2 separate regions of the Sus scrofa genome follow, and region 2 is linked to region 1. A link is a contact called in public Hi-C data. All regions are on one chromosome and are shown on one strand. The core of a region is the stretch at or near the end of the contact, and the rest is flanking DNA. Distances in the headings are between cores, read along the strand shown.

Region 1 (5,301 bases), core at 312-2,811:
GATGGACAAAACAAATCACCAAAATGCCTTTGCTTTCTTAATGCTCGTCCCTGCCAGGGGCCTCCCATTCCGAAGCCAGCAGAGGCAGCGTCTACAGCTGTAGCTGTAGTGTAAGCTGGGAAGGAAGATGCAGCACGCCTGAGGAACACACGGGAAAAACAGCACGGGCTGGCCCCAGGCCCTACCAAGGACGGCGCTGAGAGGATGTCTCCCTTGGTGACAGAGACTGAGGGGGCAGCTGGCAGCACAGAGGAGAGTTACCTGACCAGGAGTGGCCACTGAAGGGCACTTGGGTTCTGGGCAGTTGAGGCACTGAACTTGGCCATCTCTGATCTGGATCTCAAAGTAGTCCTTGAGACAGGCTTTGCAGTACACATGCCTGCACTCCAAGAAGTACATGCATTCGCTCCCCAGCTTCTCACAGAAACAGATATTGCACAGGAACAATTTACTGTTAAAGCATTTTATCTGCTGAGCTTGATCAAAGTCCAAGATCTCCTGGATCAGACTGGACAAGGACTCCACATCCTGCACGGCTCTCTCGTCCACAGCTTCCTCTTGGTCTAGGTCAAAGGCAGCAGCTCCTCCGAAATCTAGCTCGGGGCTGGAAGAGGCCTGAGTCGCCCTTCTCTGCACTTTTTTCTGAGAACCCAGCCTGAGCTCGAAGGGAGAGACGATATCCAGGTAGGCCAAGGTCTCTTCCTTGAGAAACTGCATCCAGGCAAACAGGACCACGCTGCCGCGGTGCTCCTCCCACAGGTTGTCTAAGTGCTTGCAGAGAGCAGACAGCTAGGAGAGGACACGAGAACGCTGGTGAGCTTGGAAAGATGGTGGTGACGATGTGAACTCCTGACCTCCCCTGAAACCGTTTGAGGTTGGGCCTTTCCCCTTCCTAACACGACGTTTTTACTGCTGTGATAAAACTGTGCTGCAAAACCGCACCAGCGCTCTCAATGGAGCGCTTCTTAAAACTAGTTAGCAACACAAATTAGCACAGGAGAACACAAGGCCGGAAGCTAAAAGAAGTACCATGGGGAGTTCCCGTCGTGGGTCAGGGGACGCGGGTTCGATCCCTGGCCTCGCTCAGTGGGTTCAGGATCCGGCGGTGCCGTGAGCTGCGGTGTAGGTTGCAGCTACAGCTCTGATTTGCCCCTTAGCCCGGGAACTTCCATATGCCACAGGTGTGGGCCTAAAAAGCCAAAAATAAGTAAACAAGTAAGTAAATAAAGGACTATGAAAACAAGAGAAATGGCAAGACGCCACCAGATGCAGAATTCAGTTTACATCTGAGCCAATGAACTGGAGGACTTTTTCTGTTCTGTTTTTCTTCGCTTTAAGTATTGCTGTCTATTTCATGTAGGAAAAGGGATCTAGTTCTAAAGTGAACAATTTCTATTCTTCTGGCGTCCTGGCCCTGTAGATACCCTGCAATAATGATCGCAAACATACGGGTTTAAAAATGCCATCCCAGTTTTAAAATTAACTTTTTTAGTCCTGTGACGAAGCCAACTCACGGGAAAGCATCGCTAACAGAATCTAACCTCAGAGTCCTCATTCTTCGGACTGACAAACAGAGTTTCACTGAGCAACCGGGCTTGCCCCAGCCCTGGCTCACAGGCGACGGCAGACCCACAAACCTGGGCCTGATTACAAGCCCTCAACACGATCTGGCTGCGCCAGGGAAAGCTCAGGTTTCCTCAGTAACCAAAGTTGAAATTATTTCAACACTTCCCCCTTAAAACTGGTCTGTTCACTTCGAAAAGCAAATATAAGAAGCTCTTCCATTACGAATGTAAAATATCAGTAAGGAGAGCTCGGGAGTCATAAACAGCTTTTCTTTTCAGGTAAACATCCAAAAAATACGCCTTCCAGATGCAAATAAACGCGTACATTTAAATACCAAGTGAAATAGGTGCCCGTTCTCTCGTCCTCATGCTGTGCCAAGTCGTGCTGGTCACTAAAGCCCACACACGCACAAGCCTAAACCCACACTGACTAGTTCAGGATCGGACAGCGAAGGCTTCTCTACACTTGCATGAATGTGCTTATCCGATCAACCAGAAACTTGCTGGAATCTGTGAACTCTAATAAACACTCAAAGGGAGGCTGTGAGGGCTGCGGGCCACCGAGTCCCATGCAGAAGCCCTTCTCCTGCATCCTCTTTTCCTCTCTGGGCCCTTCTCAAAGGAGGCGTCTGGGATCGACACAAGCCCGAGGAACTAGGCAGGCAGAAAGAGAAGAGCAGGAGAGAGACCGTCGTGCACACATACTGGAAGAGAAATAACGAAAAGCACTAGAAAACGAAACCCACTGCTGTCTGCCAACCGAACCCAGTGAGAGACAGGTCCATGCCTCAACTTCACTATCCACAGGTGAAATTTACAACGCCAAGGACTTTGGGGAGTTCCCTGGTGGCCTGGTGGTTAGGATTCGGTGCTTTCACCAAGGAATCAGAGTCTGGTAACATACAAGAAACTGAACCAAGAAGGAATAGGAGACCCATCAAAATGCCAAATGCACGGACAAAAACTTATTTGATGGAGAATCCTACTGTAATTTTACTTTTATGTATTTATTTGCTTTTTAGGGATGCACCTGTGGCACACAGAAATTCCCCGGCTAGGGGTCTAATCAGAGCTGTAGCCGCCGGCCTACACCAGAGCCACAGCCACCTAAACCACAGCTCACGGCAACACCGGATCCTTGACCCACTGAGCAAGGCCAGGGATTGAACCCGAGTCCTCATGGATACTAGTTGGGTTCGTTACTGCTGAGCCACGATGGGAACTGCCCGTACTGTAATTTTAGACGTGTAACATAAAAGTTCAAGCAACCTTCTCCCTGATCCCAAAGGCCAGCGTTAAGTCGATGCTCTCCGGCTAAAATCTGAAACACTAACCCCACGCGTGGTTCATCTGCCCTTGTCTTGTGCATGCGTGTGTGTGGAGGGCACACATGCACTTGTAAGGACATTATAATAATTCAAATAATTCAGTCAACTAGACTTCAATAAAAAAAGAGAAAAAGAATAATTCAGTCAATGCTCAGGGATCTAAATGGCAGACATCCCCGATATTCTTTTGAGCAAAGAATCCACTGTCCTGAATGGGTTGCCTCTGGCACAGATACGAAAATGCAGGGTAAGATTCCTTTTTACCCTGCAAGGATTATTCTTTTTTTTTTTTTAAAGCTTAATGTGGTTTGTAAAACATAAGTCCAATTTTACAAAAGCACTCTCACCCGGGGATCAGGCTGGTGATGAGCAGGGGTGGGGAACGAAAATTACCTGATCCGAAAGGAAAAACTGACAGGCTGTTCCTTGAGCTCAAGGAACCCTGACCGCTTTCGTCTTAATACATCGGCCTATCAATCTCCATCGAGACGTCTGCAAGGGAAGCGGCTATTGATCCGTTATCTATCCCAGAACACGTTATATTAGCTTCCAGCCCTATTTACATCTCAATTAAGAGGTGAGGTTGTTACCAAGAAAGGATGTATAACCCAGAGGAAATGATCTCAAGCCTTCAGGGGCTCTCTGCAGGGATCGCACACATTTCTAGTCCTGTGCATTTACGCCCAGGGGAGCGCGGTCTACGATTCCGTCCTAAATACGCAGACTTTTAAAAGCAAAAGCGGGAGTTCCCGTCGTGGCGCAGTGGTTAACGAATCTGACTGGGAACCATGAGGTTGCAGGTTCGGTCCCTGCCCTTGCTCAGTGGGTAAAAGATCTGGCGTTGCCGTGAGCTGCGGTGTAGGTCGCAGATGCAGCTCAGATCCCGCATGGCTGTGGCTCTGGCGTAGGCCAGTGGCTATAGCTGCGATTCGACCCCTAGCCTGGGAACCTCCATATGCCACGGGAGCGGCCCAAGAAAAGGCAAAAAAAGACAAAAAATAAATAAATAAAAGCAAAAGCACTTTTCTGTGTTCTCAGGCAATTCATTATAACTACATTAGCTCAACTTTATTTCTCCTAATTACAACTAAAACTTTCATTTAAGGAATGGATAAAAAAGCAACACCAACGCTTAAGGGAAAAGAGGAGCATCTCTAGTCTCCAGTACAATGCAGATTAAATGGGAAAATAGCAAGGCAAGCAAAGAAACAATACACCTGATTAAAATTACTTGTACTACAATTCTTAAGGATAAATCATTCTAACTAGTGCCATTCCTTTTGAAACACCAAACATTTTCAAGGCATTCACATTAGGATTCATGAAGGCAAGAGGAAAAAAAAAAAAATTACAAAAGCAAACCCATTTGTTCTTCATGCACTGAATTCAAGATCACCAAGGTAGCCGTCGCTTAAAGAGGACTTTTTAGGTTTCTAAAAACGGATAGGAGAAATTAGGTTCGGGTCTAACCTGAGTTGGTGACAGCCATTTGCCACTAAGTGTGAATGAAGGTGGGGAGGAGGATGGATAATCTGGTGGCAGCTCAAAGTTCAGCACAAGTGGAGGCAGAAAGCAAATGGTGTGTTCAAAGCCACTATTCTGGAGACACTCATTTGAGTTGCCTGAACCAAAAACAAAGGTTAGAAAGGAGCAGTTGATCAGCACTTGAGTGTCTATGACTGTTGAGCGGCGCTCAGAAACTCTTAACGCTTTAGTTGAGGGAACAAAAACCCTCCCCCAAAGCCCTTTCGGTTTCCTAGTTTTACTTCGTAGCCACCACCTTAAAAAAAAAAAAAAAAAAAAAAAAAACCTTGTAAGCCCTTAAAAAATCTACTACGCATCATGAAATTAAAAATGAAGATACACAGCTTATTCTTGGATACACTTTTGAGCATAACTCCCACCACTAAGGAGCAAGTTATACACAATGTTTCCTGTTGCTGTTGTTTTACAGTAGATGATTAAAGACACAATCTAAAGAAAAGGACGCTTATTCCAATCAAAGAGCCATGACCTACTTAGATCAGCATGTGCCAACTACCCATGAATCATAGGTGGGAGAATCTGTGCCAACACAGTGATGTCAACCTGAGGGCAAGATACAACACACAACGCTCTCGCAGTCCAAGTTTCATCTTAAATGATTACATTTACTCTCTTCACTCAAAGCCTTTACAGTATAAACCGTCTGAGAAAGTTTGCATCCATGTCCTGTGTGAACATTTCTACCCAAAGTACCAATTTTTAATTTTTTTTTCTGAAGCCAAAGACCACAGAGTAGCAGCATATTGTCATATGTGTGTGGTGGCTGAAAAATTGCTGGCAACCAAACATTATTCACCACCACCACAGTACTTTAAATCTTTCCAAGTATTTTCACATCCATTATTTCATTTTCTCTCTTAGTA
Region 2 (5,573 bases), core at 635-3,134, 510 kb before region 1:
CTGGTAGGTGGCAGAGGCAGAACTCAGACCCGGACAGACTAACTCCCAGGACTGTTTCTCACCTGCCATGCCACAGCATCCACCATTCCACCACTTCTTTCCTGCCCAAGCTGGGGGAAGCACTTCCTGGAAGAGTAACTCAAAGAGGCAAGTTAGCAGCTAATAAAGGAATTACAGTGCAGGCTCTCATTTAGAAAACAGGGAGATTCAGAGATTTAGGCTCTGTTTCCTGCCACCTTCCAAGTTACTACAATTTGAATTCATGTTTTCAATAATAACTGGACAAGGTAAAGCTGTAAATAAGGATATACAACAGAGATCAAAACTCCCCCTGGACACCCAACCTCTAGTGCTAATGGTCAGAGCTAGAAGGGGTATGTGTGTTTAAGATCCATAAAAACCACAGTTAAGATATAGCGAGAATGTAGATTTGTTCACCAAATCCCTGAATATGAGAACTCTAATAGTCCTTAGGACATTATAGAGCAATTTTATGAATAAACGAAAGTCATATTTAGCACAAAGGGAACTCCTCAAACTCTGCCGAGTCAGCATAAAAGGTGAACGCTCTCAGGATGATTTTAGATGAATTCTTGGCTGATGAGCCCGAGCAGGGGGTTGAGAGAAGCAGCATCCCAAAGTTTAGAATTATCATGAGACACGTGAGCCAGGCCTCCCCTGAGAGTCAGTGAAGTTCAGTGGAGAAATAATGATGCTCCATATAAGTTAGGAATCTTTGTAGCTGCAAAGAACAGAGAACCTAATTACGGTGGAACCACTGTCAGGACATTTACTCTTTACTTCACAAGAAATCTGGAAAGGGATGACCTGGGGATTCATTCCACAACTCAACAATTTTGTGAAGGCTGCAGGTTTTTCCATCCTTCTGCTTAACCATACCCAGTGAGAAGGTTGTTTGTGCTTAAATTTTTCAATTCATGATGACAAGACAGCTGCCACGGCTCCAGGCATCACCATCCCAAGCTTTCTCTTCACAAAGGTCTATTGATCTGGGAAGAAAATCCATCTTGGGAGCACTCAGTAGAGTTCTTCTTAAGTCTTAATAGTCTCCTTAAGTCTTAACTAGTTTTGGTCCCTTTTATGGGGTAAATGGAGCCCCCCCAGCACCCCCACACACAACCCTGTCCCCAATTCATATATTGAAGATCTAGCCTGGTATCTCAAAATGAGATTAGATTGGAGACATGGCCTTTCAATAGGTGATTAAGTTGATATAAGGCCAGTAGGGTAGGCCCCGATCCAATCTGACTGATGCTCTGGCCACACTGAGGAAAGACCATGAGAACACACAGCAAAAAGGCAGCCATCTGAGCCAAGAGAGAGGCCTCAGGAGAAGGTGATCCTGCCAACGCTTCCCGTCTCCAGGCTGTGGGAAGTAAATTTCTGTTCTTTAAGCCACCAAGTAAAAACCCAGTGTTTTTTTATGGCAGCCCCAGTGAACTAACACTGCAGAAGAGAGAGTTAGCACAGGAAACGGGCCGGCTCGACTGTCTTAGGCTGGGCACTCTCACCCCATAAGAAACCAGTGTTCACAGCGTGTCGAGGGTTGGGAAGGTAGCGACCCACCAGGGAGAGGAACTGATGCTATTTGCCACAGCTCTTGAGTAGCTGGATTACAGCCTCTGCTACTGAGCAGAGGCTGCGGGTGAGACACAGAGCGTGAGTTCATCAGCTGGGACTAATAATTAGCAGTTATTCTCCTGTGGGTCCCTCCACTCTGAAAGTCTGTGTTGGGGCAGGGGCGGGGGTGGGGGCCTCTCCTCAGAAAGGACTTTGCTTCTGTGACAGATGAAAACACCCAGAGGATCCATTCTGAACATGGAGCTCCCTTCCAGTATTTTCTGTGGTTCTGTTCCAACTTTCACTTACTCAACAGCTTAGTTCCTGAAACAATCAATTAAACAAATTTGAACCTCCATTTCTTACCTTTTCATGGCCCCAGAAACAGGAACGCAAGGCCCCCCTCAATGAGCAGTAAACACACAGATGCAGGCACACGCCACAGGATGAAATACCTATCGTGTCCCTACTGGATTGCAAACTTCCTGAGGACAAATACTGCTTAGAATCATTTCTGTGATCCCACAGGCGACTGCGCCAAGAGGCAATGAGAGCTTCTGGACTGAGTGAACGGAAAACACAGCCTCTGGAAATCCATTTTGGGATTCATTCATTTCACAAGCACATGTCAAATACTAGCAATTAACTTGTGCTTCTTTCTGGAAGATGCGGCTCAGCATCCTCAAAGTTAGTCTTGAAGGATCAAATTATTTTCTTCTCTAAAGAACATCGCATTATTGGGATATTGGGAAAGCCATCATTATGGAATGGTAACTATTCTCATATTAAGTTTTTTTTTGTTTTTTGGGTTTTTTTCCTTTTCCTTTCCTTTTTTTGGCTCTGCCTGCAGCGTGCGGAAGTTCCCTGGCCAACCATCAAACCTCAGCAGTGACTACACCAGATCCTTAACCACTAGGCCACCAGGGAGCTCCCAGAAATTTTATCTTTTAAAGTGCTAAGAAAAGACACATTATGGAGTTCCCATCGTGGCGCAGCGGAAACGAATCTGACTAGAAACCATGAGGTTGCGCGTAAGATCCCTGGCCTCTCTCGGGGGGTTAAGGATCTGGCGTTGCCGTGAGCTGTGGATTAGGTCGCAGATGGGGCTCAGATCTGGTGTTGCTGTGGCTCTGGCGAAGGCCGGAAGCTGTAGCTCTAATTAGACCCCTGGCCTGGGAACCTCCATATGCCACCGGTTTGGCCCTAAAAAGACAAAAGACACCCCCCCAAAAAAAGATGCATTAGTTAATGAAGAGTGTGAAACAAGTGGTCATGCAAGTGAGAAATAAGGTTGTCCTCTATCATAGCATTTATTCTTCCCCCCAAATTTTAGCTGAATTAAAGATTTTGCATGTAACAAATAGAAAACAGGAGTGATTTTTTTTTCAATTTCAGCTTATGTTAGAGTTTCTAAGCATGTCCAAAAGGAAAAAAGAGAAAGAATTGATACATTTGCTGTTAAAATGATTTTTCACATATTATCTAGAAAAATATAAACAAAACCAAATGGCAACTGATAAAAAGGGGAACTCTTGATAGTACTTGTGACAGAAAAGGATTATTTTCCTTTATATATAACGAAATCCTCAAATCGTTAAGATGCAGATAAATAACACAACAGGAAAATGGTCAAATTTACATGTGCAGGAAGTTCACAAAAATAGTCATTTTGGGGGAGTAAGGTTTGAAGCCCACTCTGAAGGAAGCACTGATTTAAATAATAAGGTACACTTATTTTAAGGTTGATGATGTTAAAATGACAATGTTAAAATATTTGATTTTATGTATATTTGTGCTGGTATAGACTATCAAGCATTCTCAAACATTTAATTCTGAACTTGACCTAAAGCTGGTATGACCTTTCTGAAAAACAATTAGACAACATCTGTCAAAATTTGCACTTCTCAGACCCTTCAATTCAAAAAATACACTTCTAAATGGAAGCTGCTCTAAAAATACAAGATCTGGGTACAGATTTAGAACACATTATAGCTTTGTTTGTAATAAAGCAAAACCAGCCTAAATATTCATTAACAGGAAGCTAGTGAAGTACATTAGCGCATTGGTACAACGGAACCCTACGTAGCAATTTTTTATGAGTAAATCCAAATTTACTGAAATGGCAAACATCCAAAACACGCTGTTTTGTGAAAAACAGCAAGCTGTAGAACAAGATGTCCAGTTTGTCCCATTTGCGTTAAAAATGTGTGCACATACACACACCCATCTGTAGGCTTGTGTGTGCCTAGAACAGTGCTGGAAGGACATACAAAATGCTGGTAACTGCGGCTGTGCCTGGAAATGAGGCTGTTTGAAATTACTACCATGATTGTGTATTGCTTTGGCAATAAAAGAAATAGCAGTGAAAATACACAACGCCCTGTGTTGCTTCCTCTGAAATCCCTCAAATGGGAAAAATTAAGCTAAAAATGTGAGGACTTATCATTTCCTTTTAAGGGTGGGCTTTTGGAGGGGAAGGCCCAGACGGAGAGGAATCTCTGGGCTCAGTCATTGAGAGCGCAGTTTGAAATGCGAGGGGCCAAGGGCTCCTGCCCTGCTGCTCCCACCCGCTCCAGCACCCCCCATCCCCGGGGACCTCCACACTGCTTAGGAAAAGCAGCAGGACTCAGTTTCTTAATCAGTTCCTGACCTTAGAATTTAAAGTCAGCTCAGGAGGGAAGGAGACGGGGTGGGTGAAGGAAGGCCCCCTGGGAAAGACATCAAACGGAATGGAAGCATCTCTGACCTCTGGGTCACAAGCCACTTAGAACAAACGCGCCCTCTCCTGCAGCCCACCCTGGGCGCCGGCGCTGGAAGCCAATTCCGAGTGATTTAGGAAACGGGGCCGGCCCCGGGGCGGGCAGGAAAGGAGCGATTAAGGGCCAGAGGGAGAAGTGAGGCTTCCTCGGGAAGGAGCACATTTGGAAGCGAGGCAGGAAGGGGGCAGGAAGCTGCTCTCGTAAAACAATCTGACAATTATGTGTCAGTCTAGGAGGAGGACTCTGGAAATTACGGGGCTGCTGCGCTGCCCTCCCCTGCGAGCTCCTCACGGCTGCAATGAGCTGCAGGAGGAAATTACACTTGGGGCCAGGTGCTTGATGCTCTACGTTTGGGTTCAACTTGGGACTGAGAATTTTACACTCACTTGCCAAGGGGAGCAGTTCCCTGCAGCGGCTGCACTGATTCCAGCAAGCCTGGCACGCTGGGATGGCAGTAATTATACCTGGCACTTAGCAAATGCTCCCTGGATCCAGGCGCATCACCTGCCTAAACGCACAACAGCAGTACAACAGATACGAGACCCAGTGAGGTTCCATGACCTGCCGCAGAAAATTAGCCATAAGTGGCAGAGCAAGAATTTGAACCCAGGTAGCCTGTCTCCAAAGCCCCACACTCAAAATCCAGTTGAAAATATATGCTATGGGTATTTTTCACAAGAGCCACCAGAACCATTATTTTATATACGCATCTGGTGGGAAGAGGTTCTTAGTCAGACTCCTACCCAAACACAGGCGCTTCTTCTCCCTGTCCAGCCTCCATCCATCCATCCATCTAGTTCTTGCTTCTTTCCTTAGGTCTCTTAAGGATCAATGGTGTGAGCAGCACAGCAAGGTGCTAGGAAGTTACAAGACCCATTCCTGCTTCCAAAGACAACGAGAGGACACTGTTTACAGACTTAAGGTCTTCTCCTGGGCCTTGGAAGGATACTTCTAGGGCCAGTCTGGGTTTTCAAACCCTCGGGAGCAGGAACTTCTCCCAGCGCACACACCAGAGTCCTGGCACATTCTGACCTCTTGTCCACCAGGCCCATTTCAGAGGGGACCCTCTGCGACACACTGGGACACGTGTTCAAGGGGCCAGGGGCAATGGGGACAATCTGACTTTTTTCGCTCACAGGCTGAGAAAGTGCGGCTCTGAGGAGCTCCCCTAGGGCACCCGAGAGGAGTTCAGGGGAGCAGCGGCCAAGGGTCCTGACTCCACCAATCACTGGC

Evidence for each region. Hi-C and Micro-C count contacts between places; a contact is called where the count stands out from the background.
Region 2: a contact with region 1 is called in a Hi-C map of liver, with 6 times the contacts expected there. The contact joins two enhancer-like sites. A contact is called at or near these places in 1 of 5 promoter capture datasets (fetal liver) and 10 of 47 Hi-C or Micro-C datasets (alveolar macrophages, embryonic fibroblasts, fetal heart ventricle and 6 more).

Annotation. Positions count from the first base shown.
Region 1 is chr2:143,580,376-143,585,676 of Sscrofa11.1, reverse strand. It overlaps RNF14 (E3 ubiquitin-protein ligase RNF14), which reads right to left. Exons shown (of 9, transcript XM_003124007.4): 4 at 4,364-4,515; 5 at 262-789. Among named protein-coding and RNA genes, the nearest start is that of RNF14, 8.1 kb to the right of the region's middle. Within about 2 kb of position 1,561, at least 5 of the 83 cell types and tissues checked have an H3K27ac peak or open chromatin away from gene starts, as enhancers often do. A contact at or near this core is called in liver, where this site is marked.
Region 2 is chr2:144,093,907-144,099,479 of Sscrofa11.1, reverse strand. No RefSeq gene overlaps it. Among named protein-coding and RNA genes, the nearest start is that of FGF1, 140 kb to the left of the region's middle. Within about 2 kb of position 1,884, at least 1 of the 83 cell types and tissues checked has an H3K27ac peak or open chromatin away from gene starts, as enhancers often do. A contact at or near this core is called in liver, where this site is marked.